2 separate regions of the Anas platyrhynchos genome follow, and region 2 is linked to region 1. The links are chromatin contacts, called in public Hi-C maps. All regions are on one chromosome and are shown on one strand. The core of a region is the stretch at or near the end of the contact, and the rest is flanking DNA. Distances in the headings are between cores, read along the strand shown. Region 1 holds the start of LOC101797805 (cryptochrome DASH). Region 2 overlaps DLEC1 (DLEC1 cilia and flagella associated protein).

Region 1 (7,347 bases), core at 2,566-5,065:
TTGCAAATAGGAAGCCTCGTAAAGCAGCAGGAATAGAGGAAACATGACTAATTTTTTTTTTAGCTTGTCTGAACTCACACAACGGAGTTCTGCAAGCGCCGAAACTTTGAAATCGAGATCTGTGGAAAACCCACGGGGGGAGGATGGCAGGAGTCCAACTGCAATAGTACAATAGCAGCAAGTTGATGCAGCTCGTAGATCTGATCTAAATGGGTAAATGGCGACAGACAAAAGCTATTTTAGGTAGAACTTGGTGGGGACCACGCTAAATATTATTTGGGGAGGAGTGGAGAAAGTGAAGGCTTTTTACCTGACTCCTTTTTTTGGTTCACATGTGTCACCCGCAGGATCAGGGCTCAGCTCTTAGCGGGCCTGCAGAACAATCCTTCACATCCTTGTTCAGTGCTGGCTCTTCCCATCTCCAGCACAGAACCTTTCCTTGCTGCACGGGAAGGAGAAGGGGCCTGCAGGACTGCTCGGAATGGGGGATTCGTCCCCAAGAGAAAACTCCAAGAGATGTGGAGCCCATACCAGGCATCACAGAAAGGGCCTGGTGTCTATCGACGTACCTCAGCGGGCAGGAACATTGGGATCTGTGTTTTACGATGCCTGAGGTGACCTGAGTGTATCCTTCTATAAATGTAACTGTCTGGAATATTCCGTGCTTCCATTATCATCAGAGATGGCTCTCTGAGACGCAGGCAGCCAACGCTCGGATGCGCTGTGGCAGTGATGTTACATCCACCGTGCAGCACGAGAGCTGGAGGCAGAGGCTGAACCGAGCCGTTCCAATAATACAGGAGGAAGTCTGAATCAGAACACGACAAAGACGTGATGTTCCCAGGCCTAATTGTGACCACAAAACCGCAAATTCTTTTTTTTTTTTTTTTTTTTTTTTTTGCTTTAGAAGCCTTTTGAACTGAGATTCCTACTCAGCCGAGGGTTGAAGCAAGTCTTCGGTCAGCTCTGGTGAAGCCACGTTGGATTACATTAAGCAAGGATTTAATTTATTGACATTAAGCTACTTTAATTGCAGCTGTGCGCATCTGATCCTTCAGCCAGGTAGGTTCTTCTTGTATTTTGAGGGCATACTCCAGGCGAGGGCGTGTTACAGCAGCCACAAGCAGTAGCTGACCCTAGCCACTAACCCATTTATTTAAACCGTTTGGCAAACCTCAGCCGAGTGCAGTAATTGCAGGTGGATGAGAGCTCGCAGAAAGTCATCAGGCTCCTGATGGAGGAAACAGCGCTGAAAGGCAGCGGGGGAAATGACAGATTTAATGATCACGGGCTGACCTAGGGAGAGCGACCAGTCTGTGTGCTGTCCTACAAAGGTGGCAGAACCAAAATCAGACGGTCCTCACACACTGCCTGCTGGCAAGAGCCAAGACAAGCCAAGAGCTCTTCAAATAAGTGTGGCAAATGGCACCGGGGAAAGGCTCTGATGGAATATCAGAAAAGGAAGAGGTGTCTAATGCTGGTGGGGAGGATTTAGGCTGCTCAACTCCCAGAAAATGAGATTGTCCTTGTCATACCCAAGGAGACGTTAGGGCATATGCTTGGCCATGGCAGGACTGCAAACAGAATCACTCCAAGCTATCTTTGAGCGCTACATCACAGGTAAGCTCTTACAGAAACAGCTGATGGTGGCGTGGTTCAAGATTCTGTGCAGGGCACGGGGGGAGACTCAGTAAACCATCAAACAGTGGTGCCAGCCGTTTCATGCACGACAAACTAGCTGCAGAAGCATCGTTCTCACAGAGGCTTAGAGAAAGCAAAGGCTGGGACCTGCTTCCAAACTGAGAGAGGAAATTATTTAGGCCCGTTTTGTTACTTTAGCCACCTGAAACACCACCTGAGTGGAGCTGGTTGGTCACAGGTGCTTATGGACATGGACGTAAATGGACAGAGGAGAGAGGAGGAGGAGAAAAGGAAGCTTGGACCCCCCTCCAGTTCCTCTGGCACAAAACCAGCTGGCTTTCTGGCAGGTTTGTTCTGCACAAGGCATAAAAGGAGAGTGTGCTGCAGGAACGATGAGGTGTAATTCTGTGGCTCTGTTACCCATGATAGGTGCAACAAACATTTCTGACCGTGGCACCTCTGGGAATAAACGCAAGCTGATAAATGGCTTTAGTGAATGAACAGGGACACCCGAAGGGGAAGAGGACGGCTACGTGAGTTCACAGACCTCCCCCCATGTCCCACGAACGTGGAAAGCTTGTTCCGTGCTGGCGTAAGGCCTGCTGCTACTGCAGAGCCTCCTGGCAAAGGTTCGGCGCTGCTTAGGGGGGATTGGAAAGCTGGAACGCCACCTCGGAGTGAAGAGACAGGTGTCAGTGGAAAAAAGTAAATAAAGTTTTTTTTCTCGGTGACTGTGTTCATCGGAATGGAAAAACCAGGCGAGGATCTCCAGAGCCCACGGATAACACAGACAGCTCTCCTGGTTTCTAATTTTGGAACAAAGTGCTCCTCACCACCGCTTTTCCTGAACACCATTGCATCCTTTACACAAACAGCAATCTGGCTGAGCCGTGCTTGCTTCTAAACCCACTTTTGCTTCCTCCTCGGCGTAGCAGGAGTTTCAAATCTCCTCTCTTCTCTTTATTTCTGCTAAAGCAGCCTTCCTTTCCAGTGGGAAAGGAGCATTTTCAGCCTTTGGGCACCTCTCTCTTGCACGCACCTTAAATAAGACCTCTTGGATTCGCAGTGCCAGCTCTGAGCAAGCCACCAGCGGATGTCATTACTCGTCTGCAGACAGAAGTGAAGCCAACTGCACTGCTTGTCCTTACCCTGACGAAGGCAGAGGCAAACGGGGAAGATTTACTAAACCAGATTGATAAAACCCTTTAATTTCTGGTGCGATGAGGGGAGAGGCTTCCCTCCGCAGCGTGCGCGTTGTGAGCCGACAGCAGTGTTTTCCTTGGGCGCGGGCCAAAGTTTGCGGCTCTCCTTTTCCTTTCACCAACCAGGAGGCCTCCGAGATGAGTCACCGGCTCTTACAGAGGGCCTGGCAGGCTGCTGAGCCAGGAAAAAGAGCCCACAGAAAGGGACTCAGGAGGTTTTGTGTCACAGGGAGCACGTGGGGAAGCGGCACCACTTCCCGCAGGCAGCCAACGCGCAGCGCTGAAAATAAAACCGGGACTCCCCAGGACTCTGTAGGATCAGGGTGCTACAATCTGGTGGGTGTTTAAGAGCCGGTGTGGCTCCACCTGATGTCCCTTTCAGCATTTTGGGTATGTCTGGAAGAATTCCTTCTTGTAAACCTGATCCCCGACATCACCAGTAACCCCTCTCCATCCTCGTCCAGCCCAGCAGCACCAGCGGGGCGGACACGAGGAGGATGTGGCTGGAGACCTGGGCCAGGGAGCCACGCAGACCGCTTGTTTTGTTTTGTTTTGTTTTGTTTTGTTTTTTAACGTTTCCTCTTATTATGAGAGCAGCTGAATGAAAAAAAAAAAAGACCCCGAGGAACAATTCAGTGAGTAATGCAGACTGAGCGAGGGATGCGTGATCCCCGCTGTCTGACGCCGAATTACGGAAACGATCGGATGAGGCCAGCCTCACTTCGCTGCCGTCAGTGCTGGGAATCACGACGTTTATTGCTGAAGTGACAGCTCGCAAGCAGCAGGTGAGCAAGCAGTAGGCTGACACCACGGTCCCCGTGCCTCCTCGGGGCTTCCAGGAGAACCACCAAGACGGGGAGTTGGAAGGGACCTCGAGGATGGCCTGGTGGCGATGCGGTGGCTCTGCAGAGCCTCAGGCAGCCAGAGGAGAACCGGGGCGGGCTGAAGGAGTGGGGAGGGATGAGGAGAATCGGGGCGGGCTGAAAGAACAGGGAGGGCTGAGGGGCCGGGCTGAGGGAGGGCCATGGCGAGGGCAGCTGTCTGCCTGCTGCGCTGCGACCTGCGGGCTCACGATAACCAGGTAGGGCCCGGCCGGAGAAATCCCCTCAGCGGGGGGGGGGTTCTGTGCAAGTACCCCGGGTGCCACCCCGCTCGTGGGTAATCTGCAGAGAGGTGGCCCCCCCCAACCCCAAGCCCAACCCTCACCCCAGCCCTAACCGTAACCCCAGCCCCAACCCCAACCCTACCCCTTACGTTAACCCCAGCCACAATTTTAACCCCAACCCCAGCCACAATTCTAACCCCAACCACAGCCCCAACCGCAAACACAGCCCCAACCCCAACCCTAACGCTAACCCCAACCCAACCCTAACCCCAACCCCAATCCCAACCCAACCCCTAACTGCAACCCTAACCCCAATCCCAACCCCAACCCTAACTGTAACCCTAACCCTAACTGTAACCCTAACCCTAACTGTAACCCTAACCCTAGCCCTAGCCCTAATCCTAACCCCAACCCCAATCCCAATCCCAGCCTGAATGCCAACCCCAACCCTAACCCCAACCCCAACCCTAAACCTAACCCCAACCCTAGCCCCAATGCCAACCCCAACCCTAACCCTAACTCTAACCCTAACCCTGACCCCAACCCTAACCCCAACCCCAGCTCCAGCCCCATCCCCAACCCCAACCCTAAATCCCCCACACCTGTGCTGTCAAGGCCCTCTCCATATTTCCAGGTGCTGCACTGGGCTGCCAGCAATGCCGATTACCTCATTCCCCTCTACTGCTTCGACCCGCGGCACTACGCGGGCACGCACTGCTACGGCTTCCCAAAGACGGGGCCGCACCGGCTCAGGTTTCTGCTGGAAAGCGTGAAAGATCTGAGGGAAACGCTCAAGAAGAAAGGAAGGTGAGAAAGCACCATAGAGATACCACATCTGTTTTAATTTTCCTTCTATTTTTCAACACTTATCTATGCTGTGAGTCAAATCCTGACAGTTTGGGGCTGTGATGACGGTTTGTTCCAGAGAGCAGCCCTTCTGTTAGCATTGGTCACTGCCCAAGCCCTGTTTGGATGGCTTGCTGTGGCATCTGCAAGGGACTGAGGCTAACTTTTCACTTTTAGGTAACATCCAGGCTGTGTGCCGTTCAGATTTTGCTTTCCTGACCTCAGATAGCACAGATGGGTCTCAGCCACAAGCTCTTTGCCCAGAATCCTGCAGAGACATGAACTGCAGTTTTCCAAGACACGGGCAGTGGCACCAAGCACCTCAGCATGCTTCTTTCCTTGTCCCTAGCAAGTTTTCCTCAGAAACCTACTTGCCAGACCTCTGTGGGTCCTGTTTTGTGATACTGGAGTTAAATTTGCTCATGCCCTGTCCCAGCAAACCTGTTCCCTTTGGCAGGCTATGCCGTGGGAAGGGGATCTTCAGGGATTCCTCTTTCATGTACCTTTAGGAACTATACTTAGGGTAGACCAGGAAATGAAAGAGATCCCAGTACTTGGGAACATTTGGCTTTGCTTAGCAGAAGATGCATCAGCGAGCCCATCTTCTCCCAGGGCAGCGCAGCGTTGGCAGGAGATGCAAGAAGAGTGGCAGTGCAGATCATGCAGGTTGAGGGGTGTTTTGGGGGGCTGAAACAAGCGATCAGTGGGTAGTTGCACCCTCACCCTGCAGCGAACAGATCCAGAGCTGCTTGAATGCTGCTGGGCCACCCTTAGTGGCTGCTGAGAGATTGTTCTGCCTGGAATTCTCTGCACCCACCTCTGGCCAGCTTTCTCACCACAGCTTCTCTTTTGGCTCGGTGCCCTGGGTACACAGCTGGGCAGTTTGTGGGGTTGCAGTGTGGGAGGGGAGTTTTGTTGATTCTTACTAAGCTGAGGAAAGAATTCCTCTGAACAATCCCACGTGAAAGCAGAGGGGGGTCTGCCCACAAGCCACCGCTACCTGCAAAGGAGATCGGAAGAGGATTCAGTTCTCAAATCTCAGCCTGTGCGTGTGTGAGGCTGAGCAGATCTGACAGATTCACGTTTAGGTAACAGCCTGGCTTTCTGCCCGGTCATCCTTTCTAAGGCTTCCGGGCTGGTAGGAATGTGTTCAGTGCAAACTCTGCCTCGGTGGCTTGCAAACTGCGTTCAGTGGTTCCTAAAAAAATGTGGGCTTGTCAAATCCTGTCTGTCTGCCTCCACGGGCTGGCTGTGCTCCTCACAGAATGGGCACCCGGGTGCCTGGGCTCCTCTATGCACAACCAGCGATGACATCAAACCTAATTCGGGCCAACCTTTTGTGTTTGCAGTACCCTGGTTGTGAGAAAAGGGAAGCCAGAAGATGTGGTCCGTGATCTGATTACTCAGCTGGGCTGCGTTGGAGTCGTAGCTTTCCATGAAGAGGTAAAGGAAGTATTATCATGGTTAAAAGGTAAAATTAGCGAGGTTTCTTCTACATGATGCAGGTCCTGTACGCTCAGAGCCTTCCTTCCTTGGGGTGTTCCAACTCCAGACAAGCTGGCGAGCTCCTGGAAGGGGGTGGTGTTGGTGTCTGGTGGGATTCCTGGCTGGATTGCAGCTGTTGGTGAGGAAGGAAGCAGGAATCTGGGCCCTGGCTGCTGGCAGGGTTGGCACCTCACTGACCTGCCCTGGAACCCATCTTACTCCGCAGCCATTCTCCTGGCAGTGCCCAGTAGCAGATGGGGAGAGAAAACCAAAGGAGCAGGGCAAGATGCTTCCCCTAAATACCTCCCCAGCCTCCAGGATCCCATGGCTGAAGGACTTCTCGAGGCAGGAGTGCTGTCCTGATGTTCCCTACTGATCAACAAACTTCTTGTCCATGTATTTGTCCAGTTACCTTTGCAGTCCATGCAAACGTAAAATATCTGCAAGGTCTTACATCAAGCTTCACTGCTCACAAGATGATAACCTAGCCTCTTGGCAGTTTGTTGAATCTTTTTCTGCTTGGCTGTTGGAAAAAGCCTGGCCTCGTTTATCCGCTTTATATTCATCTCTGAGGTTGTAACAAGTATTCCAGGGCGTCTGGTGGTGGATTTGGCTCCTCAGAGCAGCTTTACTCTGACCTCCTCCACGTTCTGGCATCAGCGCTGCTAAGGGAGCGTGCAAATGCCAGCTGGGTTTGGCCCCGCAGTGGTCTCAGCGCGTTGTGTTCTCCCCAGGCTACTCAGGAGGAGCTGGACGTGGAGAAGGAGCTGTGCCAGGTGTGCGAGCAGCACGGGGTGGAGGTGAAGCCCTTCTGGGCAGCCACGCTGTACCACCGCGACGACCTTCCCTTCGGGCCCATCGCCAGGTGATGCCACGCACTCCTCCCTTGTCCCTTTGATTGCTCGCTCCACCGAATGCCCAGGGTTTTAGGGGTTTTAGGAGGGGTCATGATAAAACTGCCTGTGACAGGAGCCTTCTGGGTGTGGACTCTTCATGCCTCCATCAATAATCCCTTGATATCTCGTTCATAGTTGAGTGATTTGTGGTATCCTAAAGAAAATATATAAA
Region 2 (7,347 bases), core at 2,633-5,132, 98 kb before region 1:
AAGCTGGAAGCTCAGCAGGGCACACTGGCCATCTGAAAGGGCACTTCTGGTTATGGCTGGGGAGCTGAATCCCGTCTGAGCCACCTACAAGAAAGATTGCATTGTGAGTGAGCTAGATGGAGAAGTACCCTTACTGAATCAGTGGAGATCTAGAACTCATATTTGGAAATCACCTTTGAAGATGAACTCCATGTCTCACGCTTGCAGAGCTATGTTTAGAAGTCTAGATCTTGAGATGAATCCCAGTTTATTATTTTATGCAGGATGCACTGTTTCATGTATTAGGAAGGCCAAAAAGGATGGTTGTATTGAATTAGCTAGAGTACTGGTGTATTGGCCACGTATTTCATCCTACAAGTCCTGCTTTAGCCCCAGGTAGAAATGAAACTTGTTTCTGGAAAATTAGTTTAGTATGATTGAAAGTGATTAATGCTTAGAACTTCAAAACTTGAAACACAAGAAGCATATCAAAAATCACTAATGGAGCAGTTTTAACGTTACAGACAGATACAGATACAAAGATATGAAACAGCCACAAATTTTTTACCTTGTTATGTTCTTCTAAGCAAATCTGATGCTAGCAGGAAGTACACTCAAATCAATTCAGTAAAAATTTCAGGATCCTGTTGTAGTTCTGTGTGTGTTTGTTTGTTTGTTGCTTTGTTTTGTTTTTGTCCAGTGTGGTTTATACACATTTTCTAAATAGTTTACTTAATGAAGCTGCCTTTCCTCTGATCTTTGATTCACAAGCAAATTTGACTCTTCTCCTTTCAGGGTGAGCTGAAAGACCTTGTCCTTTCCTGTAGCATAGAAGACATGACTGAACCCCTCTTTCTGAGCATTTCTGGAGATGTGAAAGGACTGCACGTCACCTACTCAGTACCTTGTGAAAGTGGAGCTGCCAGGTAAACCAAGGCATCATTTAAAGTCATCTTCCAGTTGTGTTTGTTGAACAGTTTTAATAGATGCAAAACCCTTGTCTGTCTGTAGAATAGTTATACCAAGTGTTTGATAATATTAAAACCATCTAAAGAATGTCATGGCACGAGTAATGTTTGATAAACCTTTGCAGTTTTGTTGTAGCCAGATCACCTGTATACCAAAGACTGTTTTGGGGAAAAAAACAATAATCTTTTAACAATAGAAGATGTTGAACTATAATTTACATATCTCTTTGCAAGGTTTTAGTGCTGTCATTTCATAAACTGGACAAAACATCCATGGTACCAGACCTTAAGGCAGATCATAATGACACAGTCAAACTTTATTTCCAAACTAAATGTTCCAGCATGCGAGTGCAGTGGAGAATTTTACAGTACCACCCTATAAGACTGAAGATCTCTGTTTATCTTGGGCTTCCAAATTAACACCACGTAAATTACTTCTTTCCAGAGCAAAAGAACAACAGAGGGGAAAAAAAAAAAAAAAAAGAAGTTATTTATATAAGCTTTATTCTTCCTCCTGCTTTATGTAGACAGCAAGGACAGTAAAATGTGCTGGGACTATTCACTGAAGGGGGCGGAGTGAAGAAAAGGTACTGGGTTTGCACCATACCCAAATTCAGCATCCTTGTAAACCCAAGAGAAGAGATTTTGAGCTCTTAGAGCACTATTCCACTCCCACCATTGTTTAGCTGAAACAAACTAAATTAACAACTCTGAATTAATTAATTTGTGAATAATAAACTGGTGTGAAGTTAACTGCATATAGTGAAATTCATGGTTGTGTTATGTCTGTTCTCACATGTGCTCCTGGCACTTGTCACCTGCCAGCTGTCACGACACTTCTGTGTGTAGAGAACATGAAAATTCCCTTTCTGCCTGCTAACTGCAGTGTGGGGCCTCTGTAGTCCATAACATGTTTGTGAGCTATCTTCTGCAGTGCCAAAAATGTGCAAATTCAGCTCTTACAGAACTAAACCCAATATCCAGTAGTTTGGACCATTAAGATTTCTTATTGCGCTGCCAGAGTTCTCTATAACTTGTTATATCTGACTGATATACTTCTTTTATATGTAGCATGATTATTCTCTTTTTGAATGTGGTTGTCTTTATCCATTTTTTATATCAGAAAAAATGGCTTTAATTTGGTAGGTCACCATGTTATACACAATAAATTTTCTACACAGAATAGGTCCTTACAAGGGTAGAAGTAGAAAAAATGAAAAGCAGTAAATGCTGATGACAAAAATCTTAGTCCTTTTACACTTGTCTTCACAACCACATTGCCTCATGCATATCTTAAATCTCCTGAAATTGTCTGTGGCATAAGAAAATAGGACTGATGTTTTAATACTTACTTTTTTTTCTGACAGTGATGGAAGACAAATATTACAAAGCCCCTGTGATCTTCTCCTAGACTTCGGATCTGAAGTTACATTCAAAGATATAGTAAAACGTCAGCTGATTATTACCAATCACACCGCAATCAGTGCACCATTCAAACTAGAAGCTGAGTATTTTACTGGCTACTCACCTACTCCAGAAGAAATCTGCCTGTAAGTCTTAACCTTTCTGCATAATAACTCAAATACTAATAGAGATCTGGATTAAAAATGAAATCAAGACAGAGTGCTGTTTCCTGTGTCACAAGATGCACTTTCTGCAGTTCTCTGGTGTTGGTTGATTTTGTTTTAGATTGATTTTTTTTTTTTTTAAAGCTCTTTGACTCTGGTAATGAAAAGTGCTGATGATACTTCCTGCAGGAACAGATCGCTTGCAGTGCCAGGACAGAAGTTTTAGCTGGCATAAATGACAAAACACTATTGTTGCCAATGGATGTAAGCTGGTTTGTACCTGCCAAGGCTCTGTTGTGCTGGGTTGTACACAGCCTTACAACACTTTTAAGTTAATTCTCACTTAAGGATGTTACTTCCAAAAGATACTTTGCAGGCAGTCCTTCTTTAAGTAATAATGGCCACTAAATGATTAGTCAGCTGAGCTGTTATTTTAGCAGAGACAAGGTCATTTCACAGAATTGTCATGTGTTTTTTTTTTTTTTAATTTTTTTTTTCAAGCTCTTCAGGCCACCTGGTGAAAAGGAGAGGGCCCATCACAAAACATGCAGCCAAAAGAGCGCAGTCAGGTATGAGAAATATTTGTTATCCCACACAGTGGAGAGAAGGCAAAAACCATCTGACTACCACATTCAGCATTAAATCTGCCAGTCAGGCACATAGTTTTTTTTTTCCTTGGAATGTTTGGCTAAGTCTACACTTAAACAGCTTGGTTCCTCACTTCATTCTTGAGGCTGAAACTCCACATTGCATAAGCATTAGGTCATTTTTTAATTTTTTTTTTTTTAAAAGAAACCAACGGTCTTAAACAAAGATGGGTGATTCTACTTATAGTTCATTCCCAGTACAGACAAGATGTATAACCTTTGGCCGTTTCCTTTCTATGTTGTCTTCCGATACCATTGCAGCAGGCCTTTCTCCCTCAAACCCTTTTATTTATCTCCCGCTGTAGAAAACTACCCCACAGCCCATCCATCATTTCTGGTGCCTTGCACTGAAAACAATAATACTTGGAGCCACAGGGGACCGAGGGAGGGGGGGAAGTGGGATCAAAATGCTGTAAAGTGTGGATGCGTCTTCTGTATCCAAAATAAAACTTGGATATATTGGTAGCTTGCCATAGTGTTTGGTATCTGTTAAAAAGACAAAGCTTTTCAGCTGTTGAATTAGCCCTTAAGATTAGAAAAAAAAGCTGTTCTGACAGATTCCATGCAAGTGTATTGATTTAGAAGACTAAGTGACTCAGAATGTGGAAGGGCTCTGCTCTTTGTAATTCACATTCTTTGTGTTGAAAAGCACACAGAGGTAAACAGGCAGCTGCTGCTAATAGAAAGATAACCAGTTAGCACAAATTCCAGCTTATTTTTTCCCAAACTGAGGGTGTGTTTTTATGTAACCAATCGTTGCCTTGCATATCTCAGAGGCCTGGAACAGGTTGTTCGAAGGGAGACTATGAAATAATCTCTGCAAGAACTGACTCACTTAAACTGCCTTTTTTTTTTTAAGGCCCACTGCAGAAGGGAGTAAAGCAGTAAAAATATGGGCTATGTAAGTGATCCCATTTTCTTTGAAGCCAGTGAGGTTATCTTGATTAACACCAGCTAAAGATCAGTCCTCTGTTTTCTTTGAAAGGCTGACTTTGTTCCATTTCCTCAAAACTTATCAAATACTTCTTTGCTGTGCTCCTTCAGCATTTGCAGCAGCGCTGCTGTCTCATGGGAAGGGAGTAGCTTTCCATGTACAACCTTCCTCAGGAACTCTGAAAGCCTTCCAGCAGCTAATCATAGAAATAACAGCTTACAACAACATGTGGGGAGAATACCGCGATGATCTTGTCTGTAAGGTAGGTGGGGCTTGGTTTCAAATTAAATATTGCTATAGCAGATTTGACACCAATTATATTTCCCAGATTCCTTTCTGTTAAAAATTCTTTTTCAGGTAATTAGCTTATCTGTAAAAGTTCAGGGTAGTTATTGCTACCATTACCTCCAACGACATGTAAGGAACAATTCCTTGCTCTTGCAGTTCTTGGTGTAGTTCTGGGGTAATGTGTCCCTGGGGAGTTTTCCATGTGTCTTAAAAGTAACTGGAGCAATTTTGACAAATAAAATATGTTTGGTAGCTGGCCAGTGCACTATGCTCTACCAATACAATTATTAATTATATTATATAGGAAGGCCGCAGGGAAGCTGATTAATGTATGAGCTTTTGTATTCTCCTGCTGAGAAAAACTTTAGCTTATGAATTAGGTGCATATGAATTAGGTGCTTTTAAAAGATACAAGTCAAAACATATGAAAATCCAAACTGGTTTTCAAAACGTAATTTTATAGCCAAGGTACTAGAGTTATATCTTGATTCTAATAGCAAAAAATCATTTTTAATAGGTGGGAGACTTACAAACTAAATTAATTCCTATGCAAATGACTGTGAAAGGCTGTCCAATCTTCCTGCAGATGACAGGACCACAAACACAGCAACCCATCATCAGGTACAGCCCAAAATAGTGTCAGAGAAGTCAGACAATTAAACACCACTGGGCAGTAGCCAACATATATACCTGTTCCCATCTTCCTGTGATATAATGAGCAGGTCAGCACAGTGACTGCAGAAGTACAATAACTGCTTCTGTAGCACCAATGCATTTGTCTCTGCCAGCATAATTTAAAAAGAATATACAAACAAATCTTCCTGACTTCACATGTTCACCCTGAAATGTCTAAGAGACAACTAAGACTGGAAGAAAGACTGATTAAAGAAAGTAATGTTGTATTTTGCAGCATTGGCCATGTGTTACCTGCTGGCCAAACTTAACAGGCTGCCAGTGCAGCCAGATATGCTCCAATTTAAATGAATTTTTATCGAAAAATTGTTTTGGACATTCACTTATTCTCTGCATGTTCTAACAGCAGGTTTCCCCCCTCAGGTTTGGCACTTGCGTTTCTGGAGGGTGTCCTGTGTTACGGAGTGTGCGGCTCAACAATCCCACTCCCTTTGGTAACACTAATTTTTGTAAAACAAACACCAACACTTGCATTGTGCTCCCTGTAATAATAAAAATAGAACAACCCATTAACATGTTAACTAACTGGCCTTGTTTCCTTATCAGGATGTTTTTTGTAAAGACATTGACAGTCTGTAAGACAATATCTAAGCTGTTTTCTAACTTGGCTAGTACAGAAAAATAGTACGAGTTGTCTGGTCTTTATCTGAATGGTAGTATTTATTATTAGGGCATTATTGCCATGAGTATTAGTTTGCTGTCTGCAACAGTAAATCATCTGAGCTCCAGACAGAGGACAGGAAAATGTGTTACTGACTCAATGTGTTATTACTATGAAACAGCACATCCCATCCTAGTGCATCTGGGCTCGTATTCCTCATTGAAATGATGCAAATTCAGGATTTTCCATACTGTTTTTGTGAAATTCTCACCTGCTTCTTAGCGGCATCAGGCTCTTCTGTGTTTAGTCTTTTTATCTCAAGTGAGATTTTAAGCTCTTCAAAGCAATGCTCAATCACCTTTTTTTTTTTCCTGAATGCCACCAAAAATGTTTGCTTAACAAACAAAGTACTTACCGTTTATTTTAATGTTTACTTATCATTTATGTTGATGTTATTGAAATTATAGTTTGGGATCTAGAGAGCTGTAACAAGCTGTAATAAGGGTATGCACACATGCTCTTAACTCAATATCGTTTGTTTACAGCAAACATGGCAAAGCTTAACATGTACTCTAATACAAATCCAGTTGCTAGACAACAAATTCTTTACTTGATCTTCTTGTTCCATAGAGCCAACTAAGCTGTGAGTCTTCTGAATGACCAGAAACAACTGTCCTTTCTCCTTTCAATTCAGACATCCGCCTGGACTGGGAAACTTACAACCAAGTAAAAGATGATAAAAAGCTGGTGGACCTGTTGATGTTCTTTGGAGACCCTTTCCCTCCTAAGGACGTGGATGAAAATGAGACTGCATCAACTGGTAGCAACTCGGAGTTGGAGATCGCGTTAGAATTGGATCAACCCCCCATTCCCTGTGGAAGCGTTTATCCAGCCTTGCAAACCACCGATGAGGTCAGCTGTTAGTCTGTTTTTTATACTGCTGCTGAGATACATGATGGGTTTCTTGGCATGAACGGTTGAAAACAAGAACATGCAAGGCCTGGATTATTAAATGTCAGCTCCTCTCAAAAGTCAAAAAAGCAATGCATCAGTAGGTGACTATAGGTATCAGTAATCAGTTTCCAAAACAAGCTATAAACAAATAGCTCTTCAGCTTCTCCTTCTCTTTAGGAAAGCTAGTCTGATACTTCTTAAAACAGTCTTTGACAAACAAATCAGTTTGGATCTACTTTTCTCATGGCTACTTTAAGTGCTGCAGTCACAGAGCAGAATCTACAGTGCAGAGTTCAAATCACAGCTAATGTCTTGGAGGCATTTTTCCTAGTGCCAAACCAGACTGGTTCTGTTAGATGTTACCATGTTGTAACAGACTCTAATATGTAAAGTTTTATTATAATATGGCAACTTACTGCTGTGAAAGACTGGGAACAACAGCAAGAAGGTGTTATGCAGGATCTAGCAAAAGCTTCACAGAAAGCACCTTTTCTCTGTTTCAGCTCAGAAGGCATAGTTGTTCTGAAAACACCTCCAATGTTCCACGTGCAGCAAGGGAAAGTTGTTTCCCTAGAGTGCTGGTTTATATAATGGGCCTGGGATGTTTCAGCTGAGTGCTGCTCTTTGCTGAACAGGACCCAAGCATGCACATTTTTCAAGAGGTTTTGGTTTGAGGAGAGCAAACCTATGCATGAAAAAATGTATGTGCAGGACA

The links. Hi-C and Micro-C count contacts between places; a contact is called where the count stands out from the background.
Region 2: a Hi-C map of subcutaneous adipose tissue shows a contact between it and region 1, with 2.4 times the contacts expected there. The contact joins the enhancer-like site here to the promoter of LOC101797805 in region 1. A contact is called at or near these places in 2 of 8 Hi-C or Micro-C datasets (skeletal muscle and subcutaneous adipose tissue).

What each region holds. Positions count from the first base shown.
Region 1 is chr2:154,525,799-154,533,145 of IASCAAS_PekinDuck_T2T, reverse strand. It overlaps LOC101797805 (cryptochrome DASH), which reads left to right and starts at 3,815. Exons shown (of 14, transcript XM_072033869.1): 1 at 3,815-3,924; 2 at 4,583-4,755; 3 at 6,144-6,237; 4 at 7,014-7,144. The coding sequence starts at 3,868.
Region 2 is chr2:154,624,351-154,631,697 of IASCAAS_PekinDuck_T2T, reverse strand. It overlaps DLEC1 (DLEC1 cilia and flagella associated protein), which reads left to right. Exons shown (of 38, transcript XM_072033868.1): 23 at 775-905; 24 at 2,315-2,497; 25 at 3,017-3,084; 26 at 4,207-4,358; 27 at 4,902-5,005; 28 at 5,441-5,511; 29 at 6,373-6,590. Among named protein-coding and RNA genes, the nearest start is that of ACAA1, 23 kb to the right of the region's middle. Within about 2 kb of position 3,882, at least 2 of the 8 cell types and tissues checked have an H3K27ac peak or open chromatin away from gene starts, as enhancers often do. A contact at or near this core is called in subcutaneous adipose tissue, where this site is marked.